Regions from separate parts of the Pan troglodytes genome. Here region 1 is linked to region 2. The links are chromatin contacts, called in public HiChIP or PLAC-seq maps. All regions are on one chromosome and are shown on one strand. Each heading gives the region's core, a stretch centred on a gene start, on an enhancer-like site or on the middle of the called end of the contact. The rest is flanking DNA. Distances are from core to core; before and after follow the strand shown.

Region 1 (5,152 bases), core at 1,287-3,786, 330 kb before region 2:
TAATGGAGAGATTCCTATTATAAGGCCCATGCTTCAAACATAATTATATCTTTCTATATCCAGCCATCTGGAAATACATAGGGGTAAGAAGTATTTCTTGAAATGTCCTTGTTTAGTAAGTTAGTAAAAACTGGGATGACTAGTTGCCAAGATGTCTTGTAACTGCATAGCAGATGACACCTGGCATGGCAAGTCTCATTCACTTCAGCACAACACTCTGTACATTTCAGTCTGATATTCTACTTTGCCATTTAAGGACACCATTAAAATCATAGAGATTTTCAGTGACATTGGAGTATTGTAATTATTACTTTCAAAAAATTATTTTTAATAGGATGATTAAACCAATGAGAAGAAACACACATAAATGATATTTTGCAGTTTATCTGTATTAAGAAATGCTTCTTGCCAATTTCTAGTTTTAGTTTTTGGATTGCTACATAAGACTTTCTTTCCATTTACTTTATGTGTTTTTAAAAGCTGCAGGTAATTTTTAAGGTTTGATGGAATTATAATGGAAGCCTTGTATAAGTTAAATGAAATTGGTAAAGGAGAGCTTACTTTGTCTATAATGCATTCAGGATTAAAAATTAGATTTTAAAATGAAATGTCTGATTTGTAAAATATTTAATGTTATATCAGACTTACATAAAATTTTCTGTGAGAACTCAAATGCATTTGATTTTTAATGAATGTTCTGAATGAAATATGAATTTTTGTCTTTCAGTCTCTGTAGTTTATCTCAATATATTAATAAAAAGGTCTGTTCTCACTGTAAAATGTTTGTTTTTATCATGTTTTGTACTCTTAATATGGCCACTCTTTCATTCATTCAACTATTCAACAAGTATGTCAATGCTTGCTATATCCCAGGCAGTGAGCTGGGTGCTGGGAATTAATCACTGAATAAGAAAGACAAAAACCTTAAAGAGTTTACATCTAGCAAAGAAAATAAATATCAAGTAAATAATTATAATTATGATAAATTCTACAAAGAAAATTACAGGGTACAATGAAAGCATTTATCTAGAAGACCTAAACTATTCAGTGAGGGTCAGGGAAGGCTTCTCTGAGAGTGAGTTTAAGCTGAAATGCAAAAGATGAGATTAGTAGGATTAAGGTATGCTAGAGAAATATCTCAGGCAGAATGTGCTAAGTTGGTAAAGTGATAAAAATCTTTATGGAAGTGAAAACAAATTTGTATGATCATAGCATAAGGAATCCAGGGTAGGTGAGAGAATTAAGATAGGGGCCAGATCCCCATAAGAATGATATATAAACCATGATGCTGATATTGAACTTTATCCTAAGTCAATAAACTTGATGTTCAAGGAAGGAGTTAAATGATGTGATTTGGGTCTTTAGAACATCATTTTTGTTGCTGTGTGGAGACTGGAGGGCAAAAGAGAATGTAAGAAGAATAGGAGGTTGTTGTCAAAAGAGAGATGATCATGGCTTGGAGTAGGGTAGGAATATAGATAGGTGAATAGTTTTCAAAGATAGGAGGTAGAATCAACACAACTCTGATTAGATTTGTGACATATGGAAGCAGCAATTGAAAACCAGGCTAAAGTCTTCTGAAAATTTGGCTATGAAAGGGAGTAGAGGAAAAACAGGGTGGTAGCTGAAAGAGGATGCGATTTCTAAAGAAGCTTTTCTTTTGAGGATCTCGCTCTGTCACACAAGCTGGAGTTCAGTGGGGCGATCACCACTCGATGCAGCCTCAAACCCTGGGCTCAAGGGATCCTCCTGCCTCAGCCTCCCGAGTACCTGGTGCACGCCACGTTCGGATAATTCTTTATTATTATTATTATTTGTAGAGATGGGGTCCTATCTTGCCAGGCTGGTGTGGAACTCCTGGGCTCAAAGGATCGTCCCGCCTCGGACTCACAAAGTGCTGCGACTACAGGCGTCAGCCACCGCACCCGGAAAGCCTTTTATTTTTTTCAATTATTATTTATTACATGAGACCTTACTAATTTTTAAAAATTCTGATGTAAAAGGGAACATAGAAGGTGCCCGTAATCAGTGTCTGCATGTTAAAAGTAGACGCTTGAAGTGCTCCAGAAAACCCATGGCTCCTCCCCATTCAATCTAGATAAGGCCTTCAGTAAAGAGCACCCATGGGGAAGTCACAAGAGCCTAGGAAACAGGTCAGAAACCTGTGGACCTGGTACTTCCAATCACAGGCAATCTGGTGCTTGCTCTTCAGCTCATCACACCATCCCCTCAAATTTCTTCATCTACAAGAAAAGGTTTTAAGATAACAGACCCTGCAAAACTAATGACATTTATACACCCTCTCTGCACAAGAATGTCTTGTAACACATAACCTTGCTTGCATTTTCTGGGTTCCTTAGGGTCCAGCGATCTTGTACAAATCCTCTACCCCACAGCTGACTTCCTTCGGCCCGTGACACAAGGCGCAGGCGCAAGACGCGGCCCGCGGTGGGCGGGGGAGGGGCGGGGCGCGTGCGGGGCGGGGGGGAGGGGCGGGGCGCGTGCGGGGCGGAGGGGAGGGGCGGGGCGCGTGCGGGGCGGGGGGGAGGGGCGGGGCGCGGCCGCCGGACGCGCCCTCGCAGCTTCCGCCGGGCCCCTCCGGAAATCCCGTGTCGTGGGGCGACGGCGGCGTAGAAAGTGCTTCCTGGAGCGCAGAAGAGGTCGTGAATCATGTGACGGTGGCTTGAGGAGGAACCTGTCTTTAAAGCTGTCCCTGAAGTGACAGCGGAGAGAACCAGGCAGCCTAGAAACCCCAGGTAACTGGCGCTACTTTGCCTGGTTTTGAGGCCTAGTCCCGCAGGTGGCGCGGGTGGTGAGATTAAACAGAAGGAGAGGGCCCTCTCTTCTTTTCTTTGGGCCTAGCTCTTTGGGGTGGAGGGGCAGGGATGGGGTGGGCTGAGGTAAGGTGTGCCAGCTGAGTACCTGTGGGGGTGCTGGGGCACTCCGACTCCCACTGGGCTCGCTGGGCCAAGCCCTAGAACCGCGGGGGTTCTGACCAGGGCTGATCTCGCGTATTAAGTTGTGGGTGGGGAGGACGAGGAAGCCAAAGAGGGAAGAGTCACCGGGAGTTTCTCTTCCAGGCGTGGAGATTGATCCTGCGAGAGAAGGGGGTTCATCATGGCGGATGTGAGTGACACCCCTACATAAGAGGAAGGGGAGAGTGGGGAATTTTGAGGGGCATACTGAGCGGGGAGAGGTAGAGCTTCCCAAGTAGAAATTTGTTTTGATCCTCCCAGCCCCACCCATCCCAGTTAATTATTTTCTCTGATATCTGAAGTAGGAGACTAATATGAATGAATTTGCAGGATCCTGAGTTTCTGCCTCGAATGGGGGTGTAGGACACTAAGGTGCTTGAGACTGAGAAAATTAGGTTCTCCCTACTCCCCAATCCAGCTGGGGCATAAGAGAGGCTCTGTATATTTACCATTTGAAATTCTGAATGATGGTTTGCTGCTTTTCCTGTCAGAATTTGGTCAGTAGGACATGTACCCACAATACTTTTTTCCAGTAAGTGATAACAATATCTCATTTGGTTTATTGTAGCAATTTACGATGATTTCTAACCCATGCCTCTTTAGAAACATGGTAACGTGTGTGTGTGTGTGTGTGTGTGTGTGTGTGTGTGTGTGTGTGTGTAGGAGGATAAAATGATCAGTCGGGTTTGGAGAATAGTAAGTGTTGGATGCTCAAAACAAAAGATACCTGATTAATCCATGTGAGGTCAAAATTGATACCTAAATTGTCAGTGAAATTCTTGGGATAAGAGAGTGTAATGAGACAAAATAAGATAGTCTTCTGGCCAATGCGGTTGCTTAGTCTGTAATCTCAGCACTTTGGGAGGCCGAGATGGAAGGATCACTTGAGGCCGGGAGTTCAAGATCAGCCTGGGCAACACAGCAAGACCCCGTTCTACAAAAAAAAAATTTAAAAATCAGCCAGGCGCATTGATACTTCTGTAGTCCCAGCTATGCTGGAAGTGAGGGGAGACGATTGCTTGAGCCCAGAAGTTGGAAGTTGCAGTGAGCCCCAGCTTAGAAAAATAAAAGTCTTCTACTTCTTTAGTCTTAACTGTGTTTCGTGTTAAACACTTGACACACATTGTCATTTATTTTATATTCTGTAAGACTGGGCTGGGCGCGGTGGCTCACGTCTGTAATCCCATCACTTTGGGAGGCCAAGGCGGGTGGATCACCTGAGGTCAGGAGTTCGAGACCAGCCTGGCCAACATGGTAAAACGTTGTCTCTACTAAAAATACAAAAAATTAGCTGGGCATGGTGGCGGGTGTTTGTAATCCCAGTTACTCGGGAGGTTGAGGCAGGAGAATCGCTTGAACCTGGGAGGCAGAGGTCGCAGTGAGCCGATATCGCGCCATTGCACTGCAGCCTGGACAACAAGAGCGAAACTCCGTCTCAAAAAAAAAAAAAAAAAATTGTTGCCTCACATAGTCATATAGAATTTATTTTAGGTCCTTAAACAAAATATTTTAAAAATTACGTTATAATAATATGCCTTACACTGTTTCATTATTTGTTGAGTAGGTGAGTTCAACAAATAATGAAACAATGGAAGGCATATTTTTATAATGTGATAGTCATGTGAGACAGCAGTCTTACAGAGGTCATATCACCTTACCCAAGACCATTAAGATGATGGTGGAAAGTCTATCTTTGAACATGGAAAGATGTTTATAACGTCTTCTCAAGTGAACACAATAGCAACAGGATGTAAAACACTAGTATGAAAATTATGATGTAATTTTATGGCTAAAATGTGTTTCCCATTTCTAGGTATGCTAATCCATGCATCTTCTCAATAAACTTTTAACAACACTTTTATGATGTAGGTTCTATATTAGCCCTATTCAACAAATAATGAAATAAGCTTAGCGAAAAAAGGTTGGTTAACTTACTCCAAGTTGCGTGACTAATAAACATCCAAATCAGACAGAGAAAGATAAAACACAGCAAGAAAAGTTATGAATGATAACTGAAGTTCCTTAAAATTTGGATAGGACAGGATCTAGAAAACAGTGGAAGGCCTATTATTACAACATTATTTTTTAATGCTCTCTTTCAGGACCTAAAGCGATTCTTGTATAAAAAGTTACCAAGGTAAGAAATTTTTAATTTGTTATTGAATAAATTCTATATG
Region 2 (4,987 bases), core at 1,671-4,170:
TACTCTATTTCCACATCTCCTCACTCCCAACTTGCTGAAGAGTATCCTAAGACTTAGAATTAAGCTTAAAATAATGGAATTTGTAATGATTGCCCAATGTTTTGAAATCAAACTTACGGAGGGGTTCATAATCATAGTTATTACTGTATTTTTATGTCCTAAAGTTCTAGTTCTGTCTGTAGCCTCCTTCTTATTCTACCAACTAGGGCCCAATTTAACAAACTGGTTGCCAACTGTCTGAATATAGCCCACAGACATATTTTATTTAGTCTGCTCAGTATTTTAAAACAAACAAAATAGCTGCCAACACTTTAAAACCAGATTTCATATTTATGGCTGTTCTTAAAAAAATGAGATCTGGTGCCATTAGGCCCATATTCTCTCCTGGAACTTGTACCCTGATTAAAGAGGAATTGCACTCTCAGGTTTGTGATACTTTCCTTCTAGACGCTTCTCTCATTTGCTACCTTCCAGTCCCCATAGATACTATGCATTTGTAACCCATGGAGTAGTATCTCTTTGAGTCCAACCTCTTATATTAGCTTAAACTACAAGTATGTGCTCATTCTTTTTAAAATCTGTTTCTACTCAGATGTCCTGCAGACTCCCCAGAATGCACATATTTTAAAACAAAACTATTTTTTCAAAACCTATTTTTCTTTTCTTTTCTTTTTCTTTTCTTTTTTCTGAGACGGAGTATCACTCTGTCACCCAGGCTGGAGTGCAGTGGCAGGATCTCGCCTCACCGCAAGCTCCGCCTCCCGGGTTCACGCCATTCTCCTGCCTCAGCCTCCGGAGTAGCTGGGACTACAGGCGCCTGCCACCACGCCCGGCTAAGTTTTTGTATTTTCAGCAGAGACGGGGTTTCACCGTTTTAGCCAGGATGGTCTTGATCTCCTGACCTCGTGATCCGCCCGCCTAGGCCTCCCAAAGTGCTGGGATTACAGGCGTGAGCCACCACGCCCGGCCTCAAAACCTATTTTTCTTCCAGTATTCCCTAAATGACCCGGTTAATGTTACTGCATTCCTACAGTTGTCCAAGTTAGAGAAGCCCTTAGGGTTATTATCTCCTCCTTCTTCCTCATTCTATCCACAGCTTTTCAGTCATGTGCAAAACTATGACACGCTTAGGTCTTTGCTTTCACTGTTCCCAATATCTTAAACTTCTTCACTTTTCTGACACCTGTACAACTCCTACTTACTTTCCAAGATGAAACAAAATTATTTAATCTCCAAAACTATGTCCTCTGCCTCAAGGAGCATTTAGTTGCTTCTTTCAAAGTACAAGCATCTCAAGTACATGTTGTATGGTATTTATTTACTGCTGGCTCCCCTATTAGATTAAGGATTCCTTAAGCACAGAGAGCATGATTTCGTCATTTCTGTATCACCAATACTAAGACAAAACGCATAGAACTCGATACATGTGTCAAATAAATAAATACATAATTTTACAAATCAATGAAATTATTGTTTCACATGATTTCACCGTCTTAAACTTTCTATATGTTTCAATTTTTTGTTAAATTGACTTTTGCTGGTGCTCTTTTGGTGCTTACTTTGGATTAATAATAGAATCATTTTAAATTTTGCACCAAATGACTACAAAGTTAAATGTCTATGTCAAAAGAAAATTTATTGACTTCATTATTAGAATATGAAGTTTTTTTTTTGCTTTAAAACTTTGTTTAAAATATCTAAGGATGCCAGGTATTAACTCTGAAAAAACTGTATAATTATTTATAAAACAGATCCCATAGGAGCAACTGAACAGCTGTGGAAAGATTTGGCACATCACTTTGCCAGCCTGAATTTAATGACCTACATATGAAGGGCTACATATCCAATTACTAATCCTCCCTCAGCTACTCTTTGCCCTCATATGGAGGCAGCTGAAAAAAGATGCCCTACTAACAGATCAGAAGTGGATCCAGACTTTTTTGCCAGTGCTCAGTTAACAAAATCTTTTAGGTTTGAGATGAGGAAGAAACAGAAGAGGGACTCACAACAGTGTTATAGCTGACACAGTGTTTCAAGTAAAATTTAAGGGCTTATGGCAAGAGTGACTTTAGTTTTGTAACTAAAGTCAAAGAAATTTCGGCTCTTTTAGAGAATCTCAAATTCTGGATTTAATTTTCTATTCACTGAAGCCTTTAAACATGTTCAAATATCTTCAAGCATCAAGGATAATTTACTTCAAAATTATTTCTATATGAGAAGCCAGTCTTCTATTCAAGATGCAAACCTCATTCTTACCTTCAAATTCTGCAATAATCACCTATTAGAAGTAGAGGAGAAAAAAACTAAATAGAAAACGACAATCTACGGGATTGTATTTCATTTCTCTCTCAGTTGACATGATCTATATATAGCAAAAAGATTATATAAGGTCAAGTATTATAAACAATGAAATGTCATCTGGTGTTTTGCAAAACAGCATAGGAAAAATAGCTCAAGGAATGAATAAAGAGTAAAGCTATGGCTGTTTTACTTCAGCCATAAAAAAGCCTTACAGATTCTAAATTTAAATGCATTTTATTGTGAATCTGACTCACTTTTTGAATTTAATTTTCCACTTGAGTTATGTAAAATCATGTGATATGGTAATTTTCTGAATAAATTAAAAATAATATAGGCAAGAGATGTTTTTCTCTCATTTTCAACACAGAAAAATTAGGAGCCTTTCTTCGTTGTTTTTGCATTTTTAACAGTGGGACTATCTTAATTCCTTCATCCAATACTCACAAGAATATATGAATGAATACACGTCTGCAGGTACACACTTAATTCTTGAACGGGAAAAAACAGACATCACTGTAACTACCTCCCACTCCCAAAACACTAACTCCAGACCCCGCCCCGCATAAACCCCTCCCCTTTCTTCCATTGCGGGTTCGAAATGGGCGCAGTTCGATGACGTAAGACGCAACCGCCGTAGCCTCCACCGTGTAACTACCGCCCCTGCCTCTGGGAATTGAAGTTTCTGTGGAAGGAAGCGTGAGCCGTAACCAGGCCAACCCAGAAAGGCTTTCTTTCTGAGATTTCACTTCCCTGTCAACTCTTCAGCTCGGTAAGTGTCCTGGCACTGGTTGGCGCTCCCCCGCACTATGGTATTCTCTGGACGCAAAGGGGCGCGTGCCACACAGCCCCCTACTAGCAACAAGGGCTTCCGGGGGAGAGGGGAGCAGTGGTGTGGAAGTGGTTGCCTGCGGCGCTCTTGCTGAAGGAAATGACGTCGATGACAGGCGCCCCCCGCGGCCTACCCAGCTGCTCCCTGGTTCTCCAGAGACAGCTTAATCCCGTCTCTGAAATGCGTTTGCTGGCTGGGAGCCTAGAAGGGATAGTGGGCGAGGCTCCGCCCCGTGGTGGGGCGCTTTCCGTCGGCGCGTGTTTTGGGGTTGCCATCGGCCCGTAGTATGTGAAAAGTGAGTTTGCAAAGAATCAGTGGGAAATCTGTACTCTAAAGGGCCGGAAAGCGTGTTATGGCCCTGCCACTTCGTGGCTAGAGACCGTGGGCTTTACCTCTCTAAAGCTGCCTTACCTCATTTTTCCTGCAAAGGGCTGACGTCGCTGAACTCTCTGAAATGTAGAGAGCCCGAGGGGAAGTTGCTGCAGGTGCTGTGAGCTGAGGACAGTTTTATAAAGATCGAAGTGTTACTTGATTTCACTGAAATACTTTAAATTTGGGGATTTTTCTACAGATATGAAGAGGATGGCAACACATTACTTGTCACTTTCTGAAAGAATTTCCTCTGCCCCTTCCATTCCCAACCCTCTGCCCAAAAGGCTTGACAACTGAAGTGAACAAAGGGCTTTTCGCTCCTCCACGTTTAGTCCGCATGTCTTTAAAAAGGGCATTCCTGGCCGGGCGCGGTGACTCACGTCTGTAATCCTCGCACTTCGGGAGGGCAAGGCGGGTGGATCACCTGAGGTCAGGAGTTCGGGACCAACCTGACCACCATGGTGAAACCCCGTCTCTACTGAAAATACAAAATTAGCCGGGCGTGTTGGCGCATGCCTGTAATCCCAGCTACTGGGGGGGCTGAGGCAGGAGAACTACTTGAACCCAGAAGGCGGAGGTTGCAATCAGCCGAGATTGCGCCATTGCACTCCAGCCTGGGCAACAAGAGCGAAACTCCGTCTCAAACAAACAAGAAAGGCCGGGCGCGATGGCTCATGCCTGTAATCCCAGCACTTTGGGAAGCCGAGGCGGGTGGATCACGAAGTCAAGAGATGGAGACCATCCAGGCCAACGTGGTGAAACCCCGTCTCTACTAAAAATAACAAAAATTAGCTGGGCGTGGTAGCGCGCACCTGTAGTCCCAGCTACTCGGGAGGCTGAGGCAGGAGAATCGCTTGAACCCGGGAGGCAGAGGTTGCAGTGAGCCGAGATTGCGCCACTGCACTCCAGCCTGGGCGACCTAGCAAGACTCCCTCTCAAAAAAAAAAAAAAAAAAAAAAAAAAAAGGCATTCCTTTGCTATCGCTGTCAAGTCATTAATTCCAATCTGCATTATTCCCACATTCGTTGAGATTTTTCTGAAAAGGAGACTGTCATAAATTAACGACGATTATTTATTTTATCCCAATCCATAACTTAATGCAGTTTTAAAAAACTTTTTTTTTTCTTTTGGTGCTCATTGATGTAGGATGTGTCCTTGCCTTACAAAGTGAGATAGTTTGTAAGCCCACTTGATAACCTATGTCTGCGAATGAACCCCACAAATTTTTAAAATTTTATGCAGAAGTAAAATTTCACACACACACACACACACACACACATATATATATATATATATAATTTTTTTTTTTTTTTTTTTTGGAGAGGGAGTCTTACTCTGTTGCCCTAGTTGGAGTGCAGTGCTGCGATCATGGCACACTGCAACCTCTGCCTCCCGGCTTCAAGCGATTCTTCTGCCTCAGCCTCCCGAGTAGCTGGAATTACAGGCGTCCACTACCACGCCTGGCTAATTTTTGTATTTTTAGTA

The links. HiChIP or PLAC-seq counts read pairs in DNA pulled down with a chosen protein or histone mark.
Region 1: a contact with region 2 is called in an H3K4me3 HiChIP or PLAC-seq map of stem cell-derived excitatory neurons, with 16 times the contacts expected there. The contact joins the promoter of LAMTOR3 here to the promoter of MTTP in region 2. A contact is called at or near these places in 3 of 7 Hi-C or Micro-C datasets (induced pluripotent stem cells and stem cell-derived neural progenitor cells), 1 of 1 datasets of contacts at active chromatin or transcription factors (stem cell-derived excitatory neurons) and 1 of 1 other capture datasets (stem cell-derived neural stem cells).

What each region holds. Positions count from the first base shown.
Region 1 is chr3:101,349,262-101,354,413 of NHGRI_mPanTro3-v2.0_pri, reverse strand. It overlaps LAMTOR3 (late endosomal/lysosomal adaptor, MAPK and MTOR activator 3), which reads left to right and starts at 2,536. Exons shown (of 8, transcript XR_010156653.1): 1 at 2,536-2,756; 2 at 3,081-3,126; 3 at 5,078-5,112.
Region 2 is chr3:101,019,719-101,024,705 of NHGRI_mPanTro3-v2.0_pri, reverse strand. MTTP (microsomal triglyceride transfer protein) reads right to left here and starts at 2,920. Exons shown (of 18, transcript XM_001167454.6): 1 at 2,746-2,920. The coding sequence starts at 2,887. TRMT10A (tRNA methyltransferase 10A) reads left to right here and starts at 2,866. Exons shown (of 8, transcript XM_001167367.7): 1 at 2,866-3,070.